Regions from separate parts of the Anas platyrhynchos genome. Here region 2 is linked to region 1. A link is a contact called in public Hi-C data. All regions are on one chromosome and are shown on one strand. Each heading gives the region's core, a stretch centred on a gene start, on an enhancer-like site or on the middle of the called end of the contact. The rest is flanking DNA. Distances are from core to core; before and after follow the strand shown.

What was found. A called contact is a pair of places that touch in the nucleus more often than the background predicts.
Region 2: a Hi-C map of skeletal muscle shows a contact between it and region 1, with 2.5 times the contacts expected there. The contact joins two enhancer-like sites. A contact is called at or near these places in 4 of 8 Hi-C or Micro-C datasets (F1 follicle, skeletal muscle and small yellow follicle).

Annotation. Positions count from the first base shown.
Region 1 is chr29:2,369,013-2,373,239 of IASCAAS_PekinDuck_T2T, reverse strand. EPS15L1 (epidermal growth factor receptor pathway substrate 15 like 1) reads right to left here. Exons shown (of 24, transcript XM_027472004.3): 21 at 4,046-4,128; 22 at 2,517-2,649. Among named protein-coding and RNA genes, the nearest start is that of EPS15L1, 21 kb to the right of the region's middle. Within about 2 kb of position 2,934, at least 3 of the 8 cell types and tissues checked have an H3K27ac peak or open chromatin away from gene starts, as enhancers often do.
Region 2 is chr29:2,407,150-2,411,471 of IASCAAS_PekinDuck_T2T, reverse strand. No RefSeq gene overlaps it. Among named protein-coding and RNA genes, the nearest start is that of KLF2, 7.5 kb to the right of the region's middle. Within about 2 kb of position 2,266, at least 2 of the 8 cell types and tissues checked have an H3K27ac peak or open chromatin away from gene starts, as enhancers often do.

The sequences.
Region 1 (4,227 bases), core at 1,685-4,184:
CCAGAGTCCGCATTTGAAAGCGGCTATCTGAACTGCACATTCCTTTTGCAGGTTTCTGCAGGTACACCTGAAGGCCGTTTGATCTGACCTTCATCAAAAGAGGCTATGCCTGCCTTGTTTCCCTGTCCCAGTGTTCAGTTCCAAAGGTTAGCTCTGCCTTTGCCTTCGTGAAGAAACCAGACCTGAGCTGCAACTCTTCATTCATCTGGAGAAAACATGGGATGCGTGGGCAAGGAGGGAAACCGTGGCACACTTTCGCCACATCCTGATTATCCAGCACACTCTGCAATACCTTGACAGCTGGATCAGACAATGCTTGTGTGTCACTTAAGTCCTAATGAACTCTGAATCTTGAAAAGCACTAAACTGTGAACTTTCCCTGATGGATTTTATTCATTCCCCATATCAACTACTACTTTGGGAAATCAGGCAGCTTTAAAGCTTTGCAAAAATATTAACCAGTATTTTCTACTTGATTTTTGAGTGTTGAGGGCAAGTAAAGCTTTATGTGAAATCTCTATTGCACCTAAGAAAAAAACAAACAAGTCACACAATGAATTTTCAGTATTAAGATCTGACCCTTCAACAAGTTTTACAAAAACAAGTATGAACTGGGACCAGAAAGGCAACCTATAGATTTGTCTGTTAATAACTAACGTTTATCCATCTTTCAGCAAGATGTTTATCACATACTTTTTTTTTTTCTTAATTAAACAGACCAATGAGAAAGGTAAGAAACAACGGAAGTTTCTTTTCTGTTGTTTGTTTTCTGAACAGTGTTCCCATTTCTAACACATATTTGTATGCTTCTATCTCTTGTTTGAATCGCAGTATATTACTATAAAATTTCTCATGCTCTAAGTAACCACTGAAGATTGCTTTAGTGTGGAAGGAAGGGAGGAGTATAACTGCATAAGCACATGAGGCTCGTTTGCTTTTAAAAAAAACCTGCTTTGTTTCCTCCTCAGTCTATTTTATCATAACAACATTTGCTTTTGGTAGAGCAGCGGAACCTTAAAAATATTGTGTCTCCCAATGAAAGGAAGAAGTACACATTTAAACAAATTTTTGAAAAGACGGATTAAAGGCTGAGTGCACACAACTAAATTCAAAACAAATTATTAAAGCTAAATGTCCAAAATTCTTCAATATGCACAAAAGGGTTGAAAAGAGACAAATACTACAATGAAAAGTATGTAGGTGAGTCAATTCTATGGAATATATTGCCCATTTTTGCTGCTAGTATAACACTCTATTTGCTAGGAATAATCATGTTTCGAACGAAAAATAGAAAGAAACCACATGAAAGAGATAATATAGGTGTATTTAGTACTTGACTCTTTCAACTCTATGGAGGCCCTTTAAACACTGAATTGTTTTATGCAGACATTTCCTGAAAAGAAAAAGATGGTCACTTACCTCCATTGAAAACCAAAGAAAGAAAGAAAAAAAAGCATCATTTGTGATGGCAAGTAAGATTACCTTCAGCTTTTATACTTCTGCTTCTACTGACATGTGTCTTATCTGTTGACATTTGTTGACATCACATATTATATCTTTTTCAAACTACTAAATACCCTCCAGTACCTCTAAGTGGGAAATACTTACACAAAGCAAGCATGGAACAGACTGCTTCAAGAACTTTTCCATAATCCTAGAGCATTTTCTGGCAAATTTTCATCAATACTCACCTACACAGAACCTCATCATTCGACTTCAAGGTTTTAGTGTGCATCATAATCTTTTGAGGAATAAAGTCATAGTAATAGGAACAAATTAATGCTGCTGCAATGGTCTGCTTGTAACTCTGTTCTATTAAACAGTATTTTCCAAACCTGGGATCAATCTATGGGACACCCCTGTGACAGAACCGTTTCTTGTTATCCAAGGAGCTAGTTCTAGCACAGCTGGTTTGCAAAATCAGTCAGAACAACAATACCTGTCACAAACAGGATGAGAGCAGAGTGCATGTTTTTCTCCAAAACACAACTGCATAAAGGCAGACAATGTATGACTGTTAGACCAGTAGAAAGGTAGACAAAACCTTCCAAATTCTAGACGTTGACCCCCATGTTTGGTGTAAACTTATGTGCCTATTCAAATGAAGAAACCTGAACTTCTTTTTATTTTTTTTTCTCTTCTTCCCTTTTTTTTTTTTTTTGGAAGCCAACTAAATTTTCACTGCTAATATTAACTGAACTATATCACTGCTGTTAAAAGTAGACTTGAAACTAACAGTTCTAAAGTGGCTTCAGTTCTTCAAACAGTTTCACTGGTATCTGAATGTTTTGACAAATCAGCTCTAGGAGTGAAAACAACTTGAAGTTGAATCTCCAATCGGTTCCAGAGTTCCAGTCTTTTTTTTTTTTCTTTTGACAATTCCTGACAATTTACTGATAATCTCGTACCTTCCTCCATGGTTGAAATATGAGATAGAAGACTGCCAACTTGTCCTTACTTCCAAGAATATACAGTAAATTGGGGGAGCTGGTTATTAAGAAAGAAAACCTCCTTACCACTGGGTGGCTTGGGCCGTGGAGGTACATTTTTCTTCGGTGGTAATGCTGGTGTGTCTGATTTGCTTTTGAAAGGGTCATCTGAGAATCCCATCCCTCCAAAAGAGGAGGTGAACGGGTCTGAAGCTACTGACTACAACAGAAAAAAAAACATAAAAGAAAAAAAGAGCGTAAGCACATTGCAGAAAATCTGGTGTATCAGAGGCTACAAGTTAACTCATGGAAAAACATTAACTTTAATTATGTAGGTCTGACCTCATTTTTTATGTCACTAGCATAAGATACAAACATCTACTGTCATAGGTACTAGGATTTCATTAACACTAAATGATATTTACACGCTTAATCACTTAAGTACTTCTAGAACTTTTACTCCTAGCAAAAAGCTGATAAGAAAAATAAAAGGAAGTAAAACTCTATTTTTATTAGTTGGCAATGAACAGTCATACTGCAGTGTGGCCTTCACTCTGTGATAAGCAGAGCCATGAAACAAAGTAGTAACTGGAAAAACATGGTAGCTTGCAGAACGGACACCCTTTTCCCAAGTTTTTCTTAAGTTACACATGCCTATTTGTTGTTTTGTAAAAGTTCAGGGAAAATTCTAAAACTTTATCATTTTATATTCATCTGGCTTTTGCAAAGGACTCTACTAGTGATTTAAAAAGGCACAAAAAACTATGCTGTGCAGGAAAACTTATCATACCGAAATGAAAAAGAGGAGCTTTGTAGGGAAACCTAAGGCTCAGTCAGAGCTTCACTAAAGCTTCCAATTCAAGCCAAACACCAGAAAAGGTAAAGACTGCTGCCACCTAGTGGGGAGCTAAAAATCCCACAAAACAGTAAGAAAAGTTAGGAAAAAAATACAAAATGTTTAATTAGCCAAAAAGGTAATACATTTTCTAGCAAACATTTACTCTACAATGTTCAAGTGTTATTGTGGTACAAAATGTAAAAAGTTAGGCAACTGTAACTACAAGTCTGCCTCAAAAAAATATCAGCAGAATGACTATACAGACAAGAAGGTAAGACAGTTCTACTTAGAATACCTTTTATACCCTGTTTATAACAATAAACCAAGAAATAGCAATTCTGTGCAAAACTGTGAAACATAAGCACACAATATTTTCCACCCTCCCCTTGTTTCCTAAACTCAGGGAGAAGTTTAAGAACAAGTTAGAATATAATGAAAGATGCAGCATCCAAGCGAACCTCAGAACTTTGCAATATATTGCTTGGCCCAAACTTCCTTTATCTGGAACAACTACCTCTGCTTATAGGTTCGTTCTTTTGCTCCACTGGTATTTGAAAATGTGTGTGTAAAACTGATTCCCTCCCCCCTTGAATCTACTGGTCTTGGTAAGACTTAACCATACCCGAGACAGATGAATAATGTTCTTCTAAGTACTTAGACTCATCAGAATAAAAGCAGAAGAAACATGTCAGCTCAAAAAACACAATCTTATCGCACCCTTCAAACAAAAAATACATTTTTTATTTTAAAGGACATTTGCTTTCCTTGTAACCTTTACCTTTGACATCTGACTGAAGTCTGCAAATCCTTCCCCACTACTGAAAGTGCCACTTCCAAATGGATCCAATGTACCAAACGGATCTGAAATGGATGCAGAAAAAATATTTAAAATAATACACAAGAATTCTGAATAACTTATTGCCAGTAAGGTATGAAACTGGGTAGGTGATTAAACACTTG
Region 2 (4,322 bases), core at 1,017-3,516, 39 kb before region 1:
GAATTATCTCTCACTTTCTCCTTTAAGCACAAACAGAACCTTCCAGTTCCTTAGCCTACATGCCCAGGCTGTGAATGTTTAAAATGGGGAGAATAAATGCACATCACTGCCCAGCTAGGGCAGGGCAGGGCAATCATCCCATGCCAGTGAACCTGCTCCTGCAATGATCGTGTTTGTGCCTCCAGCGTCTCAATAAATACTTGGTCTAGAGAGGCCAGGTAGATGGTACAGATGGTTCTTGTTCATGCCTAGGGTGCACAAATAATCCTTAAGGTGCTGATGACTCAGATAATGATGAGACTACTGGAAATGCTCCTAGAACATTAGAAAATCACTTAGCTCCACTGTTCTGGAGTTATCCACGATTCCAGGTCATTCTTACTGACAGACATGAGACGTTGCTTGATGGTAAGATTTCCTAGTGTATTGTAAAATGTAAACTCAGGAGAAAATAGCATTCTCGGTGTTGAAGGTCACATCTATTCTGATACGTGGAGGCATTTTTGGAAGCAGCAGTCCCTTTGGAATTGCAGCAAAAAGTCCCAAGAAAAAATAAACCATGGCAGACTAACGTTATGCCTGAAACGCGTGGGCAAAGGCACCGATAAAGTGCAACTGACCTCTTCTGCTGTCTCTCAGGAAATCAGAAGTCAGTTGAGCCTGCTATAACTATTATTTAATAGTTGTGGAATGGCAGCGGTTGGAGACCTGCACTCAGCGCTGGACACGGGCCTTTTACTGAAGAGCTCACAACAGCCATTTTGTCCTGGTTTCCAGGAAGGAAAGGTTGCTCCTGGAGCCTAAGAAAACCGTCACAAAAAATCTCGAAGGAAAAAGAAAAAAACAAACAAACAAACAAGGAAAACATTTCACTAGAACCCATCTTTGGGGAAAAATATATATATATATATATATATATATATATAAATATTTTTTCCATCCCGAGAAATAACTATAAATAAAGTTTGAACTATTAAAAGGGTGAACGCAGAAAAAAAAAAAAAAAAAAAAGGCTATTTACATAGGAGCATTTTGTGCTGTTTCAGTCTAATTTGTCACCGATGTAGGAGCCTCATACGTTAGCTGGAGGAAATCCAGAGCTTTCAAAGGTTTTCTGTCAGGGCTTGAAAAGTTGCCAGTTTTTTTAATGGAGCCGAGCAGTCTCAGGCCTGTTGTTCTCAGAGATTTTGCGAGCCAGGGCCGCATGTTAGCAGGAAACAGAGCCAAGTGGGCTTCCTGAGCGTCTGAGAGAGGAAACACTGTAATAAGCATGGAGGCTGTGGTTAAAAATAACTCTGGTATATAAAGGCTGCAAAGGATCCCCTCTCACTCACACACGCCACTGCCTCTTGGCTAGCTGCTGCGCGCTGATTTCATGTGAATGAGACACTTTGCCATCTCCGCGGAGCAGGTGGTTTTTAAGCAAAAGAAGGCAGAAAACGGCCCAAGAAGAAGTAAAGAACACGATGGTCCACATTCTGCATGTTTTCGGCAAACACTGCCACTAAAAAGTGGGAGAGCATTGTCAGGCTGAGCGAAGCTGTAGTTACAGGCACAGTGTTTCGGTATCTAACTTTAGGCTGAAGTAAAAGTTATGCTGAAAAATAACTCGGTTTTCTGTGATCTGAAACTCAGAAAAAGGGAACAGGGTGAATCATGCGAGCTCTTGAGCAACAGGAGAAAGGGCCCCTTAAATTGTCACCACCGGGCCCAGTGTGGCTTGTACCACTTCTGCTCCGAAAGCTTTAATCCCACTCTGTGCCCCCCCGCTGGTGCTGGCCAACTGGAGAAGCTAAATGTGGCAACCACACAGAGCGGATCGGCAACCATCAATCTGTGTTCTGCAGTCCTGGTGCTCTGCTTGCCTGCCAAGCAAAGACTGCCTGTTTCTCCTCTCCACATTCAGCTTGCACAGAACGAGCCCCATCTCTTTTTTTTTTCTTCCAAAGGCAACGATTTTCCTTGCAAATGCGGGATAAAATCCTAGCAGTTGTTTGGCAAATTAATGCCCTCTTTTTCCCTGCTGTAACCTGATCCTAACATCCATACTGAACTCCATTCTGAACGCTTCTTTGTAGCCCACATTATGCTGTAATTGGCAAAACACGTTCTTCCCAGGCTTGTATTTTTATTGCAAACATTTATTTGGCACTTTATGTGGCAAATGAAAAGAAAATTTCACAACTCATTCTACAAAGTTGCATTGTACTAGGCTGTCCCTTGAAAAGAATTTTATTGCTCAAGAATAGCTGTAACCGTTCAAGGGATTTCAACAGCGTTATGCTCTTGAACTGTAATTGCTGTGTATACTATATCTGCTATAGCACCAGTATGAATAATTTCGATCAATATCAACCCTGAAATTTGGCACTTAATTTCCCCATAGAGCTTAGTGTCAGTAATAGGTGTGACATTCTTTGAAGGCATATCAGCTCAACACTTCAGAGTAAATTTTCAGGGTGCATGAAAAAAATGAGTTGAACTGTTGTTTCTGAATGGAAAGCGTTTTCTACAAGATGCAAAACACTGCTCCTGAGCCCAGAGGTATCCAGGAATTTAAATGTATAAATATCCTAAAAGGGTAGGCATTAATAGCTCAAGGAAAAAAAAAAAAAAAGTGTTCACAACGGTCATAAGCCTCTGGAAAAAGTCTGTCCCAAAATATCTCACTGAAGTTTCAAAGCTTAATCATAATGATATAACAAATTGTGATCATGGAAAATATATATACCATTCTGAATACTTCAGTGATCTAAGTCTGAGGACTTCACAGTCCAGGAAGACAAATGAGATCAGCTGCTCTATACATACAGCCTATCATGCAAAGATGCCTGTCTTCCTCTCACTGGCTAATTCACTAAGCTCTGATTCATACTTCCATGTATTCAAACAGGGAAAGTAATTCCAGGCAGCAAGCAATACCAATTAACAGTGTCACAGTTAATGAAATGCTTGCTCCAGTATTTCCCATTACACAACTGCAGGACATATGACTAATAAATAATACAGGTGCAGTACAAAGAAGGCATTCTGTAAAGGAGAACTAAACCCCACATGTTCATCATGTTAAACAAGGCTTACCACCCTACACCCTATATGAACTCCTACTTTGAGTGTTTGGTGACTTATCCTCTACTTATCAGATAAAACCATAACCCATAAAGATACTGTGCACATCAGTGAGGGGGATTTAAAAAAATCAAAACAAACAATCAAAAAAACCCTTCCTCACTTCTAAGTAATTCTCTGCTTGTGGCTGGTTTTGAGCTTTGTCCAGTCTTCTCTCCCTCCCCCAGTTAAAAACCGTGAACTTCAAAGTGACAAAAAATCTGCTAAGAAAGCCATCTGCATCTGCCATGCTGACTCAGACTGGAACAGATCTTACAAATTAAAAAGAAAGAAAAGTGCATCTGATTAGCTCTTTGAAGTTCCCTCAAACAGATTTTTTTCCTGCATTAATTAAACCCCAAACACAGTTCTCACTTCTAAAACCAGTTAACTTTGCATGTCTTACAACACTACTAATTGTTCCGAATGGACATAAGAGATAATACATCATTTTACTTTTTCTCCTGTCATCTCCAGTAAATTATGTAGGTTCTTTCCTAAAACACAGACCAGGAAAGACATGACAAGTATGAAAACTCACAATGCAATACCCAGCCTATTCCAGGATTATTATTATTATTTCAATCTATTATGATCTTTTAGGGTTAATGGAAGCTTTTACTTCAAATCTCAAGCACTACTACCCATGGCCCGAGTTAGTGGCACTGTGCCAACTTGTATATTTGCAAGGGGGAAGAAGGCAGAGTTGTACACCTTGCCCAGGGGAGGCAGGCATGTCCAAGGAAGCTGTTGATAGGCAAACAGTTTGTTCAGGCTGTGCTTCCACTTTCTTACTTGCACAGAATCCCATTTCACTTCCCTGCCCCATGCTGGTTCCCAAATATTATCTGCAACCTGCTAGGGCAGAGACGAGCTCTGCCTTTCGAGTTTCATCTTACTGGGCTCTCGACCTCACCTATTATATGTTTGTTAATAGCAACAGTTATTTTTCTGAATGAAACCAAATAAGTACTTTCTGGCCTCTGCCACACCGTTACTTGTACATCTCTTTACTACCGATTCTGTAATGAAAACTATTTGGCAGCAATTGAAAATAGTTATTCATAATCAGTGCCCAATAATCTAGGCAGTTTCACTGATAAAATTAAACGTCAGTATGGTTTTTGAAACTGTGGTATCATTTCACAGTTCTGTAAAAAAATGAAAGATCTGTCAAATGTGTTTTTAATTGACAGCTGAAAGGGACATCTGCA